Linked DNA regions of Sus scrofa: regions 1 and 2 are each linked to region 3. Evidence: chromatin contacts called from public HiChIP or PLAC-seq and promoter capture Hi-C data. All regions are on one chromosome and are shown on one strand. Each heading gives the region's core, a stretch centred on a gene start, on an enhancer-like site or on the middle of the called end of the contact. The rest is flanking DNA. Distances are from core to core; before and after follow the strand shown.

The links. Promoter capture Hi-C pulls out the DNA fragments that hold promoters and counts their contacts. HiChIP or PLAC-seq counts read pairs in DNA pulled down with a chosen protein or histone mark.
Region 1: a contact with region 3 is called in an H3K27ac HiChIP or PLAC-seq map of skeletal muscle, with 3 times the contacts expected there. The contact joins the promoter of UCK1 here to the promoter of NUP214 in region 3. A contact is called at or near these places in 2 of 2 datasets of contacts at active chromatin or transcription factors (alveolar macrophages and skeletal muscle).
Region 2: a contact with region 3 is called in a promoter capture Hi-C map of fetal liver, with 3 times the contacts expected there. The contact joins the promoter of POMT1 here to the promoter of NUP214 in region 3. A contact is called at or near these places in 1 of 5 promoter capture datasets (fetal liver) and 2 of 2 datasets of contacts at active chromatin or transcription factors (alveolar macrophages and skeletal muscle).

What each region holds. Positions count from the first base shown.
Region 1 is chr1:271,452,247-271,455,223 of Sscrofa11.1, forward strand. UCK1 (uridine-cytidine kinase 1) reads right to left here and starts at 1,565. Exons shown (of 7, transcript XM_003122250.4): 1 at 1,324-1,565; 2 at 777-936; 3 at 1-7. The coding sequence starts at 1,431.
Region 2 is chr1:271,430,147-271,433,493 of Sscrofa11.1, forward strand. It overlaps POMT1 (protein O-mannosyl-transferase 1), which reads left to right and starts at 2,050. Exons shown (of 21, transcript XM_021070519.1): 1 at 2,050-2,223; 2 at 3,074-3,162; 3 at 3,307-3,347. The coding sequence starts at 3,340. PRRC2B (protein PRRC2B) reads left to right here. Exons shown (of 33, transcript XR_002337933.1): 33 at 1-790.
Region 3 is chr1:271,102,003-271,105,238 of Sscrofa11.1, forward strand. It overlaps NUP214 (nuclear pore complex protein Nup214), which reads left to right and starts at 1,836. Exons shown (of 35, transcript XR_002337892.1): 1 at 1,836-2,242.

The sequences.
Region 1 (2,977 bases), core at 315-2,814, 350 kb after region 3:
AAAGCATCTGCAGGGATGGAGGAAAAGGCCAGGCAATGCCACTGTCCCTGCCTGGGGGCAGGTCGGCACTGGCTCTGCCCCGGGGTCAGCACAGCTGGGTGCTGGTGATTCCAAAGACCCTAAAGGGCAGACACAGGTCTCTGATCACCCAGCCGGGGAGGTCGGGGTGCTGGGCGGCTTTTCTCTCCCCTTCTGGAAAATAACTAAACTGACGCTTCTCAGGCCTCCTTCCCGTGGAATGAAGTAAAGATGGGAGCCAGCCACAGGGCGGAATCTTCTAGTAGCAGCAGGCAGGAGCAGCCCGGCTCTTCCCCTTATCCATCCCATCTTGACCTGTTCCGCTGGCCCCTGACCAGACCAGGAAACGGAGCCTCAAAGGCCTCTGGTCCGCGTTTACACGCTGCCCCCCACTGCTGGCCTCTGGAGGACTCTGCCCCCCAGGGAGGGTGGGGAAACGAAAGGCCACAGTGGATGTGGCCTGTGCAGAGGGCCCTTAGCACAGGAAGCAGGGGGACAGCTCCATGACCACAGAAGTTAGGGGCAGAGCAGTGGTCCTGAAGACCTCCTGGGGTGTGGACTTCCTGCGAGTCCAACCCAGGGAGCCACCCAGGGCCCAGAGAGCTTGGGAGTGACCTCCTGGCTCAGGCACGCAGCCCGCCACCGCGGTGATTTCACGGAACCACTCAGGTCTCTTCTTATCCCTGTCCAACCCGGACCCAGTCTCTGCGGTCTGCCTCCTCCCCCACTCCCTCCTCACCCCTGGAGTCTCTCTCTACCTGGATGGTCAAAATTGTACTGTCCCTTCAAGGCCTTGGCCTTCTGCTCCGGGGTCAGGACCTTATAGAACCTGTCTTGGCTCAGGATGACCAGCTTCCGCTGCCTGTGGTCTACTTCATTCTGTCCCAGCAGCTCCATGATCTTCTCACAGACAGTTGACTGGGAACAGAGAAACAGGATCCCCGCCTGGAAACGCCCACCCTGACCCAGCAACTCCCTGAGGGGCTGCCAGACCGGCCAGTGGCAGGCGGGGCTGCACTTGGCGGGAGGGCCTCGGGGCACTGGCTGGAGCCGCGCAGGCCTAGAAGCCACGAGAGGCCAGGCCAGCGGGGAGTCTGGGGTGGCCCCCAGGGTCCAGGGCTCGGCTCCCCCCTCCTCTTGCCTGCGCCGGGTCCAAGCCTAGTCCTCGGGGGACCCTCCGCCCCCAGCCTCAGCAGCTTGGGGCTGGGGTCTCTCTTTGGACAAAGGCCGCATCGGGCCCCGGAATCCCTAGGGACCGGGGGTCGGGGTGACGCGCAGGCCCCGCCGCGCCGCCCAGCCCCTTACCTTGCCGCTCGCGGTGCCGCCGCTCACCCCGATCAGGAAGGGCCGCTGGTGAGGACGGTCCGCCTCGGGCGCCGCGCCCTCGCAGTCCCCGCCTCCAGCCGCAGCCATCCCCGGTGCCGCTCGCCCGCATCGGGTTCCTCGCTCCCGCCGCCACCCCGAACCAGCCGGCCAGCCAGCCCCAGCGCAGAGATCTGAGACGCTGCCCCCCAGCTCCACTTCCGGGAGGCAAGCGGCCGCGGGCGCGCGCGGGGCACGGCGGGACTTGTAGTCCCAGGCAGCCGAAGGCGCTGCGCATGCGCGGGCCGGGCCCGGCCGCTGCTCCCAATGGATGCTGAGCGGCCGCTCCGTGGCAGGTTTTTTGCTTTGTGTTTTTGGTTTGTGTTTTTGCTGCAAAGGACAAAAGTCACTCAGTACCGTAACTAGCTGCAGGCATCTCTAGATGCGGGGCAGCCTCCGGGAAGGTTCCCTCCACCCGTTGGAAATGATCCCCTCCGGACTGAAAGGCTAGAGTGGGGACTTGGGCCAGCGCCAGCGCTGAGCCCCCTGAGCTGGTCGGAAACTAGAACTGGTTTTGCTGCTTCGTGTGCGGTCACCTTGAGCGCGGCTTCACCTCTGCACCTCCCCTTCCCGCTCAGCTCCTGCCTGCATCATCAGGGCCCGACCTCTCCTGGCTGAGCACAGCCTTAGCCCTGCCTTGGCTCGCCCTCACTTCAGCCCAGCCTACACACTGGCCACCTAGCACTTTGTAGTGTTTTCTAACGCTGTCACCTACCCGCTCCCCCGCTAGAGCCTTCCGTGGCTCCCTGCTGCCTCTGGCAGCAAGTTCCTGGCTTCCTCAACCTTGTGGGCAGAAGTCGTCTTTTTAGATTCAGGCAGGAGGCAGGCCGTGAGCCAAGAAACAGCTGGGTTCCACCTGCACTCTCAGTGCCTGGCACAGAGAAGGCAAATACACATTGACTCAAATTGTGTATTCCCCCCAATGGTATCAAGACTCTCTTTGCAGGTCTAGCTCCTAATGTCTTGTGAGCTCTCCATGAATATTTGATGATGTTGCAATTTGATTCAGGAGAGACTATTTCAACATGGGGGCATCAGGTGAAGTCACTGCCCATGTGACTGCAGAGGCATTAACCCATCTCGGGAAGGGTTACAGGACAGTTCTGCTGATCAGAGAGGGTACAAGGAGACGCGGGCCTCCTGAGCCCTGGGACCTGGGCAGAGGGAAGCTGATGAAAGGGCAGCTGACCAGTGTGGGAAAACCACCCCCTAACTGAGAGGAACTCTAGCTCAAAACAGGGAGGTCCATTCCCACGCTTCCGGGCAGCACGGTGAGGTTGGACACCAGGCTCTGGGGAGAGCTGGGTTCCAACCTTGCCTCTGCTGAGTGACCTTGGCAGTGATGTGGCCATGGTGTCCCTTACATCTCAGATGTTAGGGGTGAATGTAATGACTGTGAAATAAACACATACAAATGGAACCCGGGGCACCCCATGGTGGCAGAGGTTCAACAACAGACCCCAAGAGGAGTTCCCGTCGTGGTGCAGTGGAAATGAATCTGACTAGGAACCATGAGATTGCGGGTTCCATCCCTGGCCTCGCTCAGCGGGTTAAGGATCCAGCGTGGCCATGAGCTGTGGTGTATGTTGCAGACACA
Region 2 (3,347 bases), core at 800-3,299, 330 kb after region 3:
TCTGTTAGAAATGGCCTTTGACAACCAAGGACACTAGAGTGCTTGTGCTTTGTCATGTCTTGTGATGACTGGGTAACGCAGACTTCCAGAAAGCTGGCTCTTCCTGTTTGAAAAATGACATGGACCTAAGACAAACAGATCACCCGGACAGGAATGGCTCAGTGTTGGGGTCAGACACCGGCTGTCCCCTAGCCCTGCTCTCCACCGGGACCACCAGCGCACACCTGGCTAGCGATCGTCCAGGCGCGTCCAACCTGCCGTTCACCGTTTCTCCACCCCAGTTAGGTGGCCTCCAAGATGGGAGCAGTGTCCCCAGGGCCCTGTCTTCAGCCTGTTGCGAAGCCTCGGAGCGGAACTGTCTGTCAAGGCTCTCTGGATGACTTTCTTCCATTGTTTAGAGGCGAAACTGTACTCCAAGCTTTTGACCTCAGGCCTTGCGTAGTAAAAACGGTTTGGGGTTTTTTTTTGTTGTTCTTGAGAGGGTTTTTGTTTTTGTTTCCTTTCTTATTTTGGCCTTTCCTCTCTTTGTCTTTTCATGTAGACCAGATATTTGAAAGGGCAGACGATGGCTAAAGGTGTAACGTGCAGCTTGTTTGGACATTGTTTGGGGGAGCTTTTTACCTTGGATGGGAAATGGAACCGTGGGTTCACCAGGCCGTGATGGCACACTTACCCTTCACCCTCCCTCCAGTTCAGTACCTGTTGTTTCTCCTTTCAAATATGTGATTGTACTAGCTCTTTCCATATGAAAGAATTCTCCTTATTTAAATAAAAAAAAGTAAAAAAAAAATACTGAAGATGAGCATGCTTTTTAGGTTATATGCCCCTTGGCTCTTGTCCTTTGACTAGAGACTTACAGCTGGAAGAGTTTTCCTTAATTTACTTGGAAATGAGGAGTGACCAGGCTGAAATGCCTTAGGATGTATGGGGGGAGGGCTGAAACCTGGCTTCAGTGGGCCTTGGCCCTGCCTGCCCTCACCCCACTTTCTATGAGAAGTGGGTGGGTCAGAGGAGATTGGCATTTGATTTGTCCTGTTTTGTTGTCCCTTTTCTTTTGCTGTAAGTAGGAGAGGATCTTGCTACACTTTGGGACAGGAAAGAACAGGCCAGGCAGGGGAAAGGGTCAAGATCTTGGATTTAGGATCAAGGAGTAGCGCTCCGCCCTGCCATCACTAGCTGTGTGGTCTCCGGAAATACGCTTCATCACTCAAAATCACAACTTCCACAACTGTAAAACGTGGGTTGTGAACAGTACCTACCTCTTGGGCATCGGGGATGCAAAGAGGTCACGGGCAGCAGCCCTTAGGACAGTGCCTGGCACCAGATAAGAATGCAAGAAACTTATAAAATCATCCCCAATTAATTTCAAGGGGAAACCCCGCCGGCAGATTCCCACTGAGCCTCCTTTCTATCGAAGCAAGGTACCCAGGCAGGGGCGGCCCTCAACTCTCAGGACCACACCCACCCCCATTCTTTGCTCCTGGGGAACGTTCTGGAGCCTGGCCACGAAGGAGCCCTAGGGCCCCACTGACCCCACTCCCTCGGATCCCAGGAAGCCCTCTGCGTGAGAGCCTCTCCACTGCCTGGCTAAGTCCAGAGTAACCGGCGCTACGCTGGATGTTGAGTCACCAACACGGGAAAACACTAAAGAGCCGGAATTCCAGTCATTAATTTGCACACTTCTGTCCGTGGGTATTAGCTCCCATAGTCGAGGGGATGGCACTGGGCAGCAGGGTTGCCTGCTTGCCCCTTAACCGGCCAGGTCATTAACCAAAGGTACTAGTCGCGCTGCAGAACTGGCTTGGCCGGGACTGCTAAGGCCGCGCAGCAGGGGGCGGGGGGGGTGGGAGAAGAAGCCCGCGGAGCAGACCCTGCCCGCCTTCGCCTGCGCACGCTTCCGCGCCACACAGCGGGAGGCGGACAGGCTCCCACTGCGTCGTTGTAAAAGGACAGCCGCAAGCTCAGCGTGCACTGCGATCCCGGAGCGCCTTGAGCCCCCCGCTGCGCTCGCCCAGTGCGCACGCGCGCTGCACCCGCGACGGGCCCCGCAGGCGCGGTGAATCGAGTGCCGAGCGGGCCAGTGGGCCGCGAAGAGTGCCGAGCGGCCTCGCCCCCAACGGTCAGGCCCCTTTCCCCCCGGCCCTCGGCCCCCGGCCCCCGGCCCCACCCGCAGGCGGATCCGAGGCGTGGCGGGGAGCGGCTCTGCTGGGACTTGAAACGCGGGTACGTTTGGGGCGTCGGGAACCAGAGCTCAGTCGGGACCAGAGAGCCCGTAGGGGACAAGCGGGCGCGACCTGCGGGGAGCCGAGGCCCTGGCGGCGGGGTCCTGCCCGACCAGGCGGCCCGGCCGAGGGCAGGGGCGCACCGGGAAGGGGGCCTGCAGTTAGATGCAGCCTGTGGGCCCCCGTCCCCGGGCAGGTGTGCCCGGGGCAGGGAGGGCGGCGCCCCGGGGCAGGAGAAACCTTTGGGGAAAGTAGCGCCCTCAGAAGGGCGAGGGAGTGCCCGGTAGAGGCGTGGGGGCCTCCCAGGGCCTACAGGGTCTCTGGAGAGAAGAGGGGTCCTCGGGGCAGACATAGCTGCAGGGAGAGAAGCGGGCATCCAGGGTAGGTATAGCCTATCCGATAGAAGGAGACCGCCAGGGGCCAGATGCTAGAAAGGGGGTGCCCAGGACAGATGCAGCCTTAAGAGAAGTGGAGCCCAAGGGAAGATGGAAATTTGGGGAGGAAGCAGGGTGCCCTATGCAGATGCACCCTCAGTGAGGAAGAAAAGGGGCGCCCAGGGGTTGCTGCTGTCACAAGGCGGGAAGGGAGGGAGGCTCTTGGGGCAGGTGAGGAGACTCCAAGGCTCAGGGGGTGGACGTCACCAGGCTGTAAGCTGGCCACACTGCCCAGGCAGGGAGGGGCTGGGAGGCCATCGCATTGGTTGATGGGAATATTCCGTCCTGAGATTTTTCTTTTCCCTCCCTTCTTTCCCTCCTTCATTCCTTTTTTTTATGGCCGCCCATGGCATATGGAAGTTCTGTGGGCCAGGGATTGAATCCAAGCCTCCACTGCAACATATGTCACACCTGCAGCAACTCAGGATCCTTGAAGCCACGGAGCTTGGTCCGGGATCCGTGGCTCTGCAGCGACCTGATCGGCTGCAGTCACCTCCTCAAACCAGGTTGCTGCCACCTCGGAAGTCCAGTCCTGAGATTCGCGTTCCCACCGCTGTTAACTGCTGGTGCATGCTGGGTCCTGTCACAGCCTCCTGGCGCCTTCAGGAGGCCACCCGCATTCTGATGTTCGCTATTCCCTGCTTTTCCAGGCCATCCTCCCAGGCCCCCTGCTTTTCTACAAGATGTTGGG
Region 3 (3,236 bases), core at 586-3,085:
CACCTTAGATGAGCAACTGCCTGTTTCCACCCCTTCCCACTGCCTCTCCTCTCTGGGACTGGCTGACACCTTAGAAAGGTTAACGCCTTCTTTGACTGCCCATCATAGTGTATCTGTGCCACTCAGCACAGAACCAACTAGGCTTATCTCAGCGGGTTCCCAGGTTTACAAGACTGCAGGAAACCTCCTAAGGAGAGGAGAGCAGGTGGGCATGTCCCCAGCTGCTAGAAAGGGTGGGAAAGCGTCCTCATTGGATAGGGAGTGTCCTGGGAAACCCCCTCGGTTCCTTCACGTGTCTTGGAACTCAGCTCCTGGGTCTCAAGAGTGGTCCCTGGAAAGGGTGTGTGTGTGTGTGTGTGTGTGTGTGTGTGTGTGTGTGTGTGTGTGTGTGTGTGTGTGTGTGTGTGTGTGTGTGTGTGTGTGTGTGTGTGTGTGTGTGTGTGTGTGTGTGTGTGTGTGTGTGTGTGTGTGTGTGTGTGTGTGTGTGTGTGTGTGTGTGTGTGTGTGTGTGTGTGTGTGTGTGTGTGTGTATTTCAGGTTGTGGCCATTAGCTCTAGGACTCTTATTTTTCTGGCCATGGGCTCAGCTTCTTAGAAGTTCCGCTGTTTCCTCTCTGAAAGACCAAATCTAACTAATATAACCAGCAACTTGGGGGCTGCCAATATGGCTTCACCCCTGCCATTGGAAAGGAGGGAGTGTATGGGGCAAATTCAGGTGGATGCAGTATGTGTGTATGTATGCATGTGAGTGTGTGCGGTACCAGATATCTCTACAGAATGGAAATAAAACAAACTTATCAACGTCTTGATTGGTGTATTTTGGGGGTGGTTCTGGGCCTTAGTAAACTGAGAAGCACTAGCTGATATAGTGACAGACTAAAAGAATGTGTCCTGTGTGCCAGGTGCTGTTAAACGTTGAACTTCCTTTGCTTCTCATAGCAACCCCATGAGTAAGGTTCCATTATGTCATTTTTGTTTGAGAAATGAGAAGCAGGCTTGGAGCAGATGAGGAGTCTGCTGAAAACCAAGCAGTGACAGAATACGTACCCCTCCCCCCATCTTCCCGGGAGCTGATCACAGCCTCCAAGCTAAGAATCTCTGTCCTAGAGCATTTACAGTTCCACTGCAAAAATCTCTACGTAGGACTGTGTCATAGTCAGCAATCAGTATATTCAGACAAGCCGAACTCTAATCCTGCCTTCACCACTTGAGGGGCACTGGGGAATTTTCTTAACTCCTCTGTGCTTCCAGTCACCTCAATCAATTAAATGGCAGTGACAACCCCTAGGTGACTACTGAAGAGTAAACAACACATCTAAAGTGTTTTGTGGGAGTTCCCGTTGTGGCACAGCGGAAATAAATCTGGCTAGTATCCAGGACCATGCGGGTTCCATCCCTGGCCTGGCTCGGTGGGGTCGGGGATCTCGCGTTGCTGTGGCCTGCTGTGTAGGCTGCCCGTTGTAGCTCTAATTAGACCCCTAGCCTGGGAACTTCCATATGCCACACAGGCGGGGCCTAAAAACCATAAATTAAATAGTGTTTTGCCCAGTTTTTGGGCCCTTGCACCGGAAACGATTACCTTGAAAGGCGTAAACAAAGCTAATCACTGGTGCCCTCTAATCTCCCCTTTCAGCCATTAGACACAGAAGAGTCTCGCTGGCGACACCCACCTCACCAACTTCCCGCACTTTTCCCTCCACTCTCCCGGCCTCCAAAGCCCTTCTCAGGAGCTGCCCCTTGGAAGTATTTGTCAAGTTCCTAACTTCTCTACAATTGGAGCTATTAATAACCACCTACATCCACAGATTACAGTGTCGTTTCCATTAAACGAGCGTGGAGGCCCTGCAGGTGCACCGCTCAAAGAACGAAAGCGAAACCGCGCCACCTGCTAAAGCGGCTGCTGCAACCGGACCTCCCGCGCGCAGGCGCCCCAGCTCCCGGGCCACGCCCCCTACTCGGTCCAAGCCAGCCAATGGGAGGCGGCGGCCAGGAGGGCTCAAGACTTCAGAAGGGCCCTCAGCCTCCCTTCACAGGTCCGCGGACCGAGGAGCTTGACGTCACCAATGCGCGCCGGAAGTACGTAATCTGCGGAGCGCTGCTCAACCTGAAGAAAGGAAGTTGGCCTGGAAGCGCCTGGGTAGTGTTGGCGAGGCCCCGGGCAGCCGCGGTGGCTGCTTTGACCAGTTGAGAGCGGCGAGATGGGAGACGAGATGGACGCCGTGATCCCCGAGCGGGAGATGAAGGTCAGACACTGGCCGGGGCCTCCCCCCCTTTCTTAGTTCAGGTGTTGCCTGCGAGACGCGAGTGTCGGCTGCCCCGCCCCCCGCCTGCAGCTCGAACTGTTTGCCGGGCTCACGGTTCTCACCAACGCGTCCTGGAGAGCTCTGCCGTGCCGCCGGCGTAAAAGCCCCACTGAATGCAGTTTTGCCGCCCTAGTTGGTCTTGTCTGAGCTTCTTGAGTTATCCTAACTACGCTTTTTTTTTTGGCCGCGCTCGCGGCTTGCGGAAGTTTTTGGTCCAGGGATCGAACCCGAGCTGCTGCAGTGACAACTCTGGATCCTTTAACCGCTAGACCACAAGGGAACTCTTCTCCTACCTACTCTAATGTGGTGGTCGGAGTAGTGGTCATAACCACTGTGTATCGAGCGTTTGCTTTATGCCAGGCACTGATAATTATCACAGCAACTTACGAAGTGCTTGTTAATATAGAGTAGCAAGTTGAGGCTCAGAAAGTAACTTGCCCAAAGCCTCATTTGACAAGCGTGCAGAAATTTAGGTGTTTGTCGTTAGTGTTTTCAAGACCCTCTCTCAGGTGCCAGTACTTCTGTAAGGTGGTCCAGGCTTGCCCGTTCATCACTGAACCTTGTAAGAGCTTTAGTTAACTGGAACTGGAGGACTCTTTTGGTCCTGGAAATCAACCTGAAGTCAGAACACTTGAGCGGGCCAGCTGAGCCAAATGATGAGAGGGAATTCACAAGAAAACAGGACTGTGTTGTAGGAAGACTTTAGGTATCTGAACAACTAATCACTGAAGTGCATTTAAAGCGTAGTAATCCATACCATGTTTAGAGCTGTGATGCTCTCTTTCTCCTTGAGAATCACTGCCCTGGATGAGCCACCCAGTGAGTGTGCCATGTTCCTCAGATATGCTGGGGCAGAAGGATGAAGAGGTTTAAGAACAACCACCTTCCTGGGTTACTGGTTACAAGACCCAAGTAGGGGAGTTCCCGTCGGGGC